4 separate regions of the Mus musculus genome follow, and regions 1, 2 and 4 are each linked to region 3. Evidence: chromatin contacts called from public ChIA-PET and promoter capture Hi-C data. All regions are on one chromosome and are shown on one strand. Each heading gives the region's core, a stretch centred on a gene start, on an enhancer-like site or on the middle of the called end of the contact. The rest is flanking DNA. Distances are from core to core; before and after follow the strand shown. Region 1 holds the start of Gcnt4 (glucosaminyl (N-acetyl) transferase 4, core 2 (beta-1,6-N-acetylglucosaminyltransferase)). Region 2 holds the start of F2r (coagulation factor II (thrombin) receptor). Region 3 holds the start of Poc5 (POC5 centriolar protein). Region 4 holds the start of F2rl2 (coagulation factor II (thrombin) receptor-like 2).

Evidence for each region. Promoter capture Hi-C pulls out the DNA fragments that hold promoters and counts their contacts. ChIA-PET counts read pairs in DNA pulled down with a chosen protein or histone mark.
Region 1: a promoter capture Hi-C map of cranial neural crest shows a contact between it and region 3. The contact joins the promoter of Gcnt4 here to the promoter of Poc5 in region 3.
Region 2: an RNA polymerase II ChIA-PET map of memory CD8 T cells shows a contact between it and region 3, with 15 read pairs. The contact joins the promoter of F2r here to the promoter of Poc5 in region 3. A contact is called at or near these places in 2 of 39 promoter capture datasets (hippocampal neurons and liver) and 1 of 115 datasets of contacts at active chromatin or transcription factors (memory CD8 T cells).
Region 4: a contact with region 3 is called in a promoter capture Hi-C map of liver, with 3 times the contacts expected there. The contact joins the promoter of F2rl2 here to the promoter of Poc5 in region 3. A contact is called at or near these places in 1 of 39 promoter capture datasets (liver) and 1 of 115 datasets of contacts at active chromatin or transcription factors (embryonic stem cells).

What each region holds. Positions count from the first base shown.
Region 1 is chr13:96,923,259-96,926,037 of GRCm38.p6, forward strand. Gcnt4 (glucosaminyl (N-acetyl) transferase 4, core 2 (beta-1,6-N-acetylglucosaminyltransferase)) reads left to right here and starts at 1,455. Exons shown (of 3, transcript NM_001166065.2): 1 at 1,455-1,690.
Region 2 is chr13:95,617,164-95,620,189 of GRCm38.p6, forward strand. It overlaps F2r (coagulation factor II (thrombin) receptor), which reads right to left and starts at 1,303. Exons shown (of 2, transcript NM_010169.4): 1 at 1,124-1,303. The coding sequence starts at 1,211.
Region 3 is chr13:96,386,940-96,389,945 of GRCm38.p6, forward strand. It overlaps Poc5 (POC5 centriolar protein), which reads left to right and starts at 1,355. Exons shown (of 13, transcript NM_026173.3): 1 at 1,355-1,592.
Region 4 is chr13:95,695,641-95,698,421 of GRCm38.p6, forward strand. F2rl2 (coagulation factor II (thrombin) receptor-like 2) reads left to right here and starts at 1,280. Exons shown (of 2, transcript NM_010170.4): 1 at 1,280-1,487. The coding sequence starts at 1,424. All of the region lies in intron 13 of Iqgap2 (IQ motif containing GTPase activating protein 2), which reads right to left.

The DNA of each region.
Region 1 (2,779 bases), core at 205-2,704, 540 kb after region 3:
TGCTACCTGCCCTGACTGACTGGAGCCTGTCCTTCCTGTGATCCTGGTTGTGTCAGAATTCCTCCAAGTCAAGCTGTCTCTGGGATCTTGTGATTCTGGGATCTTGCGATCCTGAGATCCTGGGTGTGTCCGAGATCCTGGGTGTGTCCGAGCTCTGGTAGTCAAGCTGCCTTTGGGACCTTGAGATCCTAGTGTGACCAAACTCCTGGGATCCTGGGATCCTCTGATCCTGGGTGAGTTAGAGTGCCTAAGAGTGGAGCTGCCACTGGCTGCTGTGGGGCTGGCTGCAGAGTTTGAGCCCAAGGACGCCAACCCAGACAGACCAGAAGGAACCCATGCCACTGGTCTGGCGGAGTTCCTGGGTGTGTCCGAGATCCTGGGTGTGTCCGAGCTCTGGTAGTCAAGCTGCCTTTGGGACCTTGAGATCCTAGTGTGACCAAACTCCTGGGATCCTGGGATCCTCTGATCCTGGGTGAGTTAGAGTGCCTAAGAGTGGAGCTGCCACTGGCTGCTGTGGGGCTGGCTGCAGAGTTTGAGCCCAAGGACGCCAACCCAGACAGACCAGAAGGAACCCATGCCACTGGTCTGGCGGAGTTCCTGGGTGCCTGGGTCCCGCTGGTCTCAGTTACTCCGGGTGTTGGGGACAGATGTTGTGTCCTCACCTCTGATCCGCCTACCTCTGATCCTCTGATCCTGGGACTTGCACACTTTTTAAAGCCAATGTAGGGAAACTGGAGCTCTCGGCTGAGATAGTCCGACACTTCGGAATTGACTGAATCTGGATTCTGAGTCCTACCCAGCTTCTCACCAGCCCGCCAAGCATGCCGCAGCCTCAGTCCATTTTAAAGATGGAACAGTAAAGAACAAGCCAATTGCGACTGTCTTGCTTAGTGCTACTCTTGTTCTGCGGGCAGATTCCAGGAAGTCTCCCTCTGACACCCCACTAGGAAGGCCCTTTGGGGTGAATCACTTACACACCTACAGTGCCTGCTTTACAATGTAAGCAAACACACAAGGCCCCTTAACAAGGACCCTGGGAGTCATGCTGCCCAGTTGGTTTAATGGGCGTGTACCTTTTTTCCAGCAGTCTTTCTGAGAACTCCAACCCGGCCGGATGCAGCATCACCCTCTTTCTCACCCCCCGCCGGAGGGGAAAGAGGAAGCGTATTCCGCATGTAGGCACTGATTAAAACACAACTTTGTACCCTAATTAGTCTGCAACACTCCACCTTCCCACTCCGCTGATAACGCCTGGCTAGGCAGCGCTGGCCGATGCTGGCCTCGCCCTGGAGAGCCCGCTGCATCCGACCAAGGGCGAGTCCTGCCGCCCCGGAGCCCAGAGTGGAATAGCAGACGTGAGTTGCTTTGTCACCGCCCTCTCCGGGACTTTGGACAAATCACTTAGCAATCCTTTCTGCCCACGCCTAGTTGTGTCTTGCGGGAGGGACAGCTGCAGAGAAGCGGGTAGCCCGGCCGGAGAGCCGCGCCAGGAAACTTCGGTCCCCAGTGCGGTGCGGGGACCCCCTGCGGGAGCACGGTGGCGAGCCCCTCTCTTCTCCCGCGTCACCTGGGGCCTCGGCGTTACCCCACTCCCTGCCGAGGGAGAGCGACTTCGGGGCAGTGCGTGTGGCCCGGAGCACCGGGGTGGCGCAGCAGCGGGGACCTTGCGCCCGGGGGTCTCAGCTCCCCGGTAGGTCGGCTTGGCCACGTAGGCAAGCGAGGGGCTTTGGGTGGCCGCGTGCGACCCCTCTCCCGCCCGCTACTTTCGCTTTCCTTCGGGGGAAACTTGCACGCCGCGGCGGGGGCGGCACGACCCGGGACTAACTGGATCTAGGCTTCTTGGCGGCGGAGCTCACGGGTCCCCCGGAGGTGGAGAGGACGGCGGGGCGACCGCAGTGAGCGTCCAGCAGATGCCGCAGCTTCGCAACCGTGAGTGGTACCCCGCGAAGTTCCCGGGGCCCGCGTGGGAGCCCTCCCGGGCTTCGGCTCCACGCGGGATTTCTCCAGAGAGTGGCGGGGACAGAGGTCCTGGGAGAATCAAGCTTCAGGTTGAGTGTGTCCCAGCCCGTGGCCTCTGCAGGGACGAGCTTCCTGCGTTTTAAGGTCAAGTTTTCCTGCCGCAGAGCCCGCCAGAAACTGTCCCCCGCTGTGAAGCGGCGGCGTCTCCCCTGAAGGCTGGGAACCGCCGGGGAATCCCAGCCCAAGGGAAGAGACTTAAGAAACCCCTTGTACGTGGGTGTGCCTCCAAGGTGAGCGCAGTGTGAGAATGAAAGCGTCGAGGTCCAGGTAGGGCTTGGAAATCCCGAGGGTTGTTCCTGTGCTGGGCAAGTGGAGGGGATGATACCAGTGTGGGGGCACATACCCCACAGCTTTTTTTTAACCTTTAAAACTTAAGAGCAATAAACAAGAAGAGTAAATGAGCTGGAATAATATTGAGTCTCTTGTATGACTGAGAGTCAGTGAAATCGCCTTTTAAAAATCTTGTACCCATAAAACATGCCCTTGTTATTTATTAAGCCTAAATCTAGCAACTAATAGTCTGTCTTGGCAGCTTTCGTTACTAGTGCCTGGAATAAGCAAGGTCTTTAAGTGAGCTACTGAGGCAAACTGTCTGTATTGCACTTTATAAGTATCCAGATCTCTGAGAAATGCTGAGCTTGAGTGTTACTGTATTAGAGAGATGGACAGAGGTGTGTGGCACAGGGAAGACCGGATAGAGAGCTAGCTCTCTTGGGAAGGTGTGCATACTCTTGCCTTTGAGAGGCCAGGTTTAGAGTCA
Region 2 (3,026 bases), core at 53-2,552, 770 kb before region 3:
TCCCCCTCACGGCTGCTGATGATTAAGGTCTAAGGTCGGCTACCCAAACACAGGCAGGCTGGTTAGCTGCTGCTCGGCGTGGGGGCCCTCTGTGGGGCTCTGAGTTTTCCCATGAGCACCACTCAAGCTCACACTGAAGAAAGACAGACAACAGGAAACACCCCACTCTTTGTCACCTCCTAATCCTTACATGTGGGAGCACCGAAGTGCACATTCTTTCAGAGATAACAAAAACTGAAGAAAACCCACTAGATTTTCTTCAGCGTGAAAGGAACGGCTAAAGGTGTCCCTACTAAGAAAGTCGAAACAATTGGGAACTTTACAGGCTACGCCTCTGCTTTGGAGAAAAGAGAAAATATTTGACGAAATAAGTCGACCAAACTAATTTATTTGGTCAAACTGGCAGATATTTAAAAATACACTGTAAGTAACGAATGTCCTTGCGGCAGATGAGAAATTCCATTGAAAAAAACTAAGACTAGATAATTTCTAGGTGCGCCTGATTCTGAAGAGGGGTCCCTTTTCTCCATGCAGAGAAACAGGTTTCCGATAACAAAGACCTACTCCACTCCCTGCAACCAGAAACCTTCATCACCTCCTGGGTACCAGGCCAAGCTGGGGGCTGTCCGGTCTTTATTGTGTGACTGTGAATTTTTTCTTTCACATCGCTTTTCCCTCCTTGTAAATCAAACGAGAAAACGAGTTTCCATCAAAGCAAAAACTTGAGGAGAGTGGTTCCACTGCACACCGAAAGCCCAGAATCACAAGACCCTTTCTTTCTGAAGGTGGTCTTGTAAAACAGGCCACACAATGACAATTAAAGCGACTGTGGAGACCGTTCCGCGGACCCTCGGGCCCCTCTCCGGATCCAACACCCGGTGGCCCGCGGACTGCACCCTCCAAAACCGAGTCCAAAAGAGCATCGGCCGTGCGGGGAGTGGGGAGGATATGGTGCGCCCCACATGGATGTGACTAGGGGAACCTCTAGATCTCGGCCCAAATGACTGTTTGGCTCCTGGGGGAAACTGAGGCAGGGTTGCAGCCAGGAGCACCCCCTCACGGAGCTGGCGCAACCTAAAACTTCTGATAGCTTCCCCCATGCTCACCCACCCGCAGCTCTTACCTGGCTGGCTCATAGGGACGCGGGAAGACAGCAAGGGACCGCACAGGCTGAGGCCGAGGGCGACGATCAGCAAGCGCCGGGGCCCCATTGTCCCAAGGCTGCCCGCGCGGCCCGGCGCCCGCCGTCGCCTACTTCTTTCTGAGTAGCTCGGTCGGAGCCTGCGGGTGACTAGAGGCGACTGCGCGGCCCCTGGGTGAGTATTTGGAGGCGGTTCAGGGGCGTGGGGCGGGGCTCCGCGGGCTGTGCGCGTGCCCGCAGTCTCCGCTCGTGCCCGCAGCCCCTCGCTCCGGAACCCAAGCGGCAGACCGCACCAGATGCTCGCTCCTCCCCAGTCTCCCCTTGTCCCACCCGGTGTGGTTGAGCTGCAAGCCTGGGAGTGACTCAGCCCCTCGGGGTCTTCGGAGAGCGCCTGCGGCCGCTTCAATGACTCTCCTGGGACGTGGAGCAAGGGAAGCGAAGCTAGACGGGGACAGTCCCGTGGTGGTGCTCCAAGTCTCTTCTCCTCCCCGGCGTCTGGCTGCACACAAGTTTGGAGTTTAGCTAAAAGTTGGCTACTGACTTCTGTCCGTCCGTCCCCGTCCCCCGTCCCCCGTCCCCCCGTCCCCCCCGCCCCCCTGCAGTGACAAGGGTGTCCCCAGATATGTGGACAGAGTGCTTGACATTTCTCGAAATTCTTTTATTTTGCGAGCTTAGATGGATCACGTTGAGCCTTTGATCTTCCACACACGAGTGGAAGTGGACCAGGTATCCAGGCGCTGATTCACCAAGCTCTTGCTTACCGAACTCTGCCTCCCCTGGTGACCCAAGCCAGAGCCTCAGCCACAGGCCCCAACGCCCAGGGCTTTCTCACCAGAAAGATGTTGGGTGGGAAGAGGAGGGGTAGCACTGAGGAATTTTAAAGGGTCCTTCCCAGGTCCTTATGGTTTGTGCTTGACTACATTTCAGCGTTAGATATCAAAAGAAGGGGGGGGGTCATGGCTGAGGCCTAGCGAGAGGGAGCCCCAGCTTATTTTGTTTAGAAAGAGTCTAGTGAGGAAGACACCCCGGAAATTAATCCTGGTCCTCTACCCAGTTTCTGAAAGAGCCAGCTCACAGCTTAGCGCTCTGAAGTGCTGTGATTGTCTTAGGGTTTCTATTGCTGCCATGAAACACCACGACAAAAAGGCAGGTTGGAGAGGAAAGGGTTTATTTGGATTATATTTCCATATAAGTGTTCATCGGTAAAGGAAGTCAGGACAGGAACTCAAAACAAGGCAGGACCCTGGAGGCAGGAGCTGAAGCAGAGGCCATGGAGGGGTGCCGCTTACTGGCTTGCTGTTCACGCTTGCTCAGCCTGCTTTCTTACAGAGCTCAGGACCATTAGCCCAGGGATAGTACCACCTACAATGGGCTGGACCTTTCCCCATCAATCACTAATTAAGAAAATGCGGAATCCCAACATTTGGATCAATGCAGAAAACAAGATCAGAGGCCATCTCCTCCCCTTACCCTCAGAGCTGCCTCACAATCTTCCTAAGTTGCTCTGTCAGTTGTGCAATCACCCAGCTAGACAATGCCATGTAAAATCCTTCCCACTGGAATCTTTTGAGAAAGCATATTTTAGGGTAAGTGGGGACAATTAGCACATGTCTGCACACAATAATAACATGGTATCGTTTTCTCACCTCTCTGAAATGCTGTGGGGGTTTTAGGTTCATCGCTTTTATGGACCACAGGCAAGAAAAAGAAAATTGCTGCAATTAACCCAAGGAATACGCTTGTAAGAGATGCTTCAGTTGATTGTAAAGACACTAGAATCAGGGCTGGCGAGATGGCTCAGTGGTTAAGGGCACTGACTGCCCTTCCAAGGGTCCTGAGTTCAAATCCCAGCAACCACATGGTTGGCTCACAACCATCTGTAATG
Region 3 (3,006 bases), core at 105-2,604:
GAAATCAACACAGCTAATGCCAACAAAAATTTTTTGTGATCTTCTTCGTTATCATTCAAATATAAGAGCCAGTGAAATGGCTCAATGGGTAAAAGCACTTACCACCAAGCCTTATGACCTGCGTTCAACCCCCAAGTCAGGTCACACGTGGTGAAAATAGAGACTATTTCCCCTCACCACACACACACACACACACACACACACACACACACACACAGAGAGAGAGAGAGAGAGAGAGAGAGAGAGAGAGAGAGAGAGCATAACTTTTAAAAGATAATAAAAGTCTAACTCTTGACAAACAGAAGTAGGTGAGGCTGCAGCTGTGCCACTTCCGTATACAGAAAAAAGAAAGTGACATCATGTAGGTTACAAAAGGGGTGGGGGGGATCGAACAGATTATTCTTTTCTAGTCTGGGGTCCGAAATGTCTGTTTTAATATATTAACTCATTTTATCTCCCTAGACCGTATTATGTGGGTAGCATTACCGAAGGTGTTAATGAGTACTTACTAAAGCCAAGTTTTAAGTTGTAATTGTGTTCTGTCTTTTAAGGTCGCGATATTCCACCAAAAGTTTCTGTTTGCAGCTTACAGCAGTTAGGTCATCAGTAAAACTTAGGCTGGTTAGACTCAGTCATGTTGGTTTAAAGTAGCTGCCAAGGGCTACTTTGGGAATTATCTGTTGGGTCTGTGATAGTAAACAATTTTACAGTATTAAATTACGTTGCTATGGATTTAGAAGTGAATTACACTGGATTCTCCCTGTTTAGCCTTCTGTATTTTATTTTAGCTGAGATGTCACCAAAGTTAGGATCTATGTTTAAATTTTTGAATACCCCACACAGAATAAACCAAGGGAAATGCCCTGGAGTTGCAAGTCAAAAACAAACAAACAAGCAAACAAAAAACAAAAAACTTAGGCTGGCAGTTTGTTATACCCTCATCCTCATAATTACATTATTCGTTAAACTCCCTAACCCAAAACTAAAGAAATCAATAGAGGGCATCGGACATTTGTGTTTTTAAGAGAGCAGCTGCCGGGCCAGTGGCCTTGCGGCCTGTTATCTGTGCATGAAACGAAATCTCGAGGCTTTATGCCTATGTCATCCTCATTGTTGAAAATAAACAGCACTCAGCTTTCACAGATTTGCGAAGATAATTAAATTTGTCTGCAGTGCCGCCCCGTAGTAGTCCTCAGGCACAGAGCAGCACCGAGCATGCGCTCTGTTCTGGGAACTCTGGGCCGGCTTTTGCCTGTAAATCTCCTACTTCCGGCTTGTCCCGCGGAGATACCTTGGGCTCCGCCCACTTACCACGGACCAATCAAGTTTAAGATTGCTGAAGCTGTGGACCAATAGTTAGGGCTGTCTTTCATCAGGGCCCTCAGTTTGAAACTGTCAAGTGGCTGCTAGGGGAGCCGCTGTGCTTGCTTTGGTTGCGGCGGCGACGCCGTCTGTCGCAGCGAGTCAGGAGCCGAGGTTTCGCCGAGACGGTGGATCCCGGTGGCGGCGCCCAGGCCGGTTCCTCCCTGGCAGGATTGGGAGCATCGTCCCTGGAGGTGCCAGAAAGAGAAGACACAAGTGATGCGAACTAAGTAGGTCCTGTTCTTTAGGACGTGGGGACATAGCCAAACAGAACGTTGTTTTTTATTAAGAAAGAATTAGATTTAAATGGGGCCGGATTGGAGGATGGTGAAAGAAAACTTGGAAGGGCCTGGTGCTCGCCCTCTCTTTGCGTGCAGTTAAGACGGGAGAAGTCACCTTGCGGCCAGCTACACGTTGGTTCGTTCTCCGCCTCTTAGAGATTGCGTTTGAATTCCCCGAGTCCGCTTTTCAGTTAAGTTGTACCAGTAGCAAAGAGAAGCATTCAAAGTATCTTGTGGTTTCAGCTTAGGTTAAAGAGTGCCGAGAATGTAGTGGAATGGTGCGTGTCACCCTCTAAAGCACCATTCTTCTGAACCCAGAAACTGAAGAAATGCTACTGTTTTCGTCTCACGTTATTTCTCCTGCCTGTTTGCAAAGAGCAGGGATAAATGGCAGATAACGTATTTTCCAAAAGTCCGATCGCTTTCTGACCGCAATATGTTTTTAAGAAACAATTTTGGCGTCTGATCATACCAGCTCATTTGTTACTAAAATAATCCACAATTCCCAACTCTGGTTGCCTACCAGGTCTGCAAACAAGTCATAAGGGAAAATGTAATTAAAATTAAAACGGATCAAATTACCACAGTGGTTGATTTGAGACTAGTGAAGTGTTCATTCTTCGATGCAGATCCATGCCTATTTTATCTTCCCTGCATGGCTTAATGAAAGACAGTCACAGCTCAGACTTAGTTTACTTATCCTCTGGAACCATACCAATGCTGAATAAAAGAGAAATTCCCTTTGCACAATTCTGGCTGCACCCTGGCTTTCTATTCTGTGGTTTTCCCTGCATCTCTCCCTTCTTCTTCAGTGTCTTTATCTCAATTGTTTTCTTAGCAAACTATAATTGAGGCCTGCTCCAGGGGCAGCTGAAACTGTCACGGGTGTCAAGGCAGCCTCCTGATCTGCATGCTGGGGGCCTTCCTTGCCCCCTTCTGGCCAGTGACCCTCATACTGCTCTCCACACAATTCCGGTGTTCTGGCTGCCTCCCATCTTTCTCCTGACACTTCACTGTTCCTTAAAAGCTAGCAGTTTTAGGTTCCTCTTCTCAGAGCAGTCCTCTGTTAGGATTATGAACTCCTTTGAAATCATGTTTGAATCTAAAAATCCTTCTAGAAAATACATATGTTTATATTCTAAAAGTGTGTGCAGTTGTGTTTGGTCTGCAGGATAGCAGTTCTTTTACCACAATGGGGAATCCCATCCATCCCCATTTCTTTCGTATTACCCCAAGAGGTCAATGCCTCCTCAGTCTAAATCTCCAGCCTATGCTTGTAATACAGGCAAAGGCACATCCTAGCCATTGTGAATTCCAGTGCTCGGAGCTGGGTGCTGAGTAGCCAACGTAGTCACATAACCGC
Region 4 (2,781 bases), core at 30-2,529, 690 kb before region 3:
GTTCAAGGCAAGCCAGACTATATGAAACTCTGTCTCAAAGAACAAAATAACAAAATAAAAGATGGAGGAGGGAGGGTGTATTCGCTTCTCATGATTAATTCAGTTTATAACTATGTGATCAGTTTAGGAACTAAAATTTGAAATAAAGCACAATTTCATTTTGATTTTTGAAAAAGAAATTTCATGTTATATTTTGATCGCTTTTCCCTCTCCTCAACTTCCAGATCCTTCCTACCTCCCTAACGCCATACCCTTTCTGTCTATATTTAAACAAATAATAAAAACAGAAACAAGAAATGCATACACCAAAGCCCACAAAAGCATAACAAAATGGAAACCCAAATATACAAACAAAAAGACCATTAAGGCAGAAAAAAAAGAAAAAACAAACAAACAAACAAACAAACAAACAAACAAAGCAGTAGGAGATGAAAAGTCTGCAAAAATCCCACTGAATTTTCTTTGTGTTAGCCAACCACTCCTGGGTGTAGGGCCTACCTTGACATGTGCCTAGGGCATCCAGGAGATTCCATTGGAGGAAACCACTCTTTCCTTTGCCAGTGGGTATCAACTGCAGAACTTTCTGGGTTAGTGGTGGGAGCCCCAGTCCCCTTCCCCTCTCAGCTCTGGGACCCTCCTTGGCTTGAACCTGTGCAGGCCTTGTGCATGCTGCCTTCTCTGTGAGTTCATATGTGCACCAGTCCTGATTTATCCGGAAGACACTGTTTCCATGGAGCTATCGATCCCTTTTGGCTCTTAACAATCTTTTTGCCTTCTCTTCCGCATAGATCCCTGAGCCTTGAGGGGAGGGGCTTGATGAAGACATTGCATGTAGGCCTGTGCGCTCCAAAGCCTCTCACGCTCTACACACCATGGAACTCTGTGTTTGTTCCCATTTACGGTAAGAAGAGGCCGTTCTGACCATGGCGGAGTGAATGTCTGACTGTTACACAGGAGTGTAATGTCTGACTGTTCTTGTGTTAAATAGAAGGCGTAACTCTGGAGCTAGGGTTTTGGCATAGGGAATAGAACCGGGGCAGTGGAATTGATTCAAAGCTAATTGCTTCCCAGCACCTGTTCTCAGCTTTGTTTTGCAAGGGACTCTGCAGTCTCTGCCATTATTCCAAGCCCCTGGGAGAACTACAGCACTGGTTCTAAATGAAATAATGGAGGGGGTGAGGAAGAGATAAAAGGGATATGGCAACTCCTCCAGAGAGGCTCAGCCTGAGTCATGCACACAGACAGAAACATCAAGTGGCCACATCCTTTCTCTGTAGAGGCAAGGACGAGTCCCTGCCCACACAGTCCAGGCTGGCAGAGTTCTCAGCTTTCCACTTGCTGCTCATACATGGAGCTGAGGGGAATCTACGCTGTGACTTTGTATACTTAACAACATCCTGTAACCGGGTCTCAGGACATCAAGATGAAAATCCTTATCTTGGTTGCAGCTGGGCTGCTGTTTCTGCCAGTCACTGTTTGCCAAAGTGGTAAGTCCCCTTCTTGTGGTCTAGCATGGGGGTGAGAGAGTGGTGAGTGGATGGTTTCTGCTGTCAGAGTCAAATGCCCTAATTTTCTTGTTAACTCCTAGAAACTGTGAACCCAAAGACACAATTTGATCTGGTTTTAGCCTGGGGTAATATAGCGTGGAAATATTCAAGCTTGTTCCCAAGTCAAACCTTGTCAAAGACCAAGCGTTCTTCTCTACTAGTAGTGTCTCTACATTTGTGACAGAGTCAAGACTTTATGATTAAGTCAAAAACCACTTTTTTTTTGGCGTGAGAAGTGTTTGTATGTGTACAATGTTCAGATGTAGAAAAGATTGCACTTTTTCAAGGCATTAAAAAAATCTTTTCAAATTTCTAAATATTATAATTTCTGTTGAGGCACCGGTGGGAAAAAAAATACTGCCAGGAAAAGTAATTTGGTTTCAGCAGCCAGTGACATTAATCAGGGATGTGACGTGTTTCCAAGGTGAAATACCGTCTTTTCTTAATGTTTCAGAACCAAGGAGTTCTCTCTGTCCCTCACATATATATGTATATATGTCTGTGTGTATATATGTCTATACGGATATGTCTGTATACGATGTTTAGGCATAATTTGGTTATGTATAATTTTAGAAATAAGCTTTCCCAAATATAATTATTTCACTTTGAACATGTCTTCTATTGTGGTAGCTTATATAACTTCCTCATTGTTCTGAAATGAACTACTTTGAGACAGGATTGTATGCAGGACTCTGTCAGGCCACAGGGCAATCAATTAGGAGGAGGAACTGGGAAGAAACCAACTTAAACAAAAGGCAGCCGTCTGCAAAAGGAACGATCCTTAAATTGAGTTCCCTGCTTAAGGGGACCCATGGCAGGGGCGGTACAAGCACGGGTTGGCTAGGTTTATGGTTTCTCTGAGAGGAGAAGCCACAAAGCTGAGCCATGGTTGCAAGGAAATGAGTTATGAGAGGGAGTTCCTTCCTGATGCTAGCCTGCTTGGGAGACTGAGAAGTGAGACTTAAGGAGAGGTGGGACAGTGGGTTCGAAGTCTGCCTTGGAGAGATGTGAGGTGGGGTGTGTGTGGCTGAGGGCCATTCTCTTTGGATTAGACTCTCTGAAGCCTTCTCCCAGGCGGGGAGCATTTCAGAAACACTGCACCAAATGGAAACCAAAAAAAAAAATCCTAGTCAGTTGCGTGTCGTTTTATAAATAACATTGAACAAGGAGCACGATTCTGAAGGAAAGACAGTTTCTAACGAATAGAAGATCTAGGGGGTGCCCGATCTGAAAT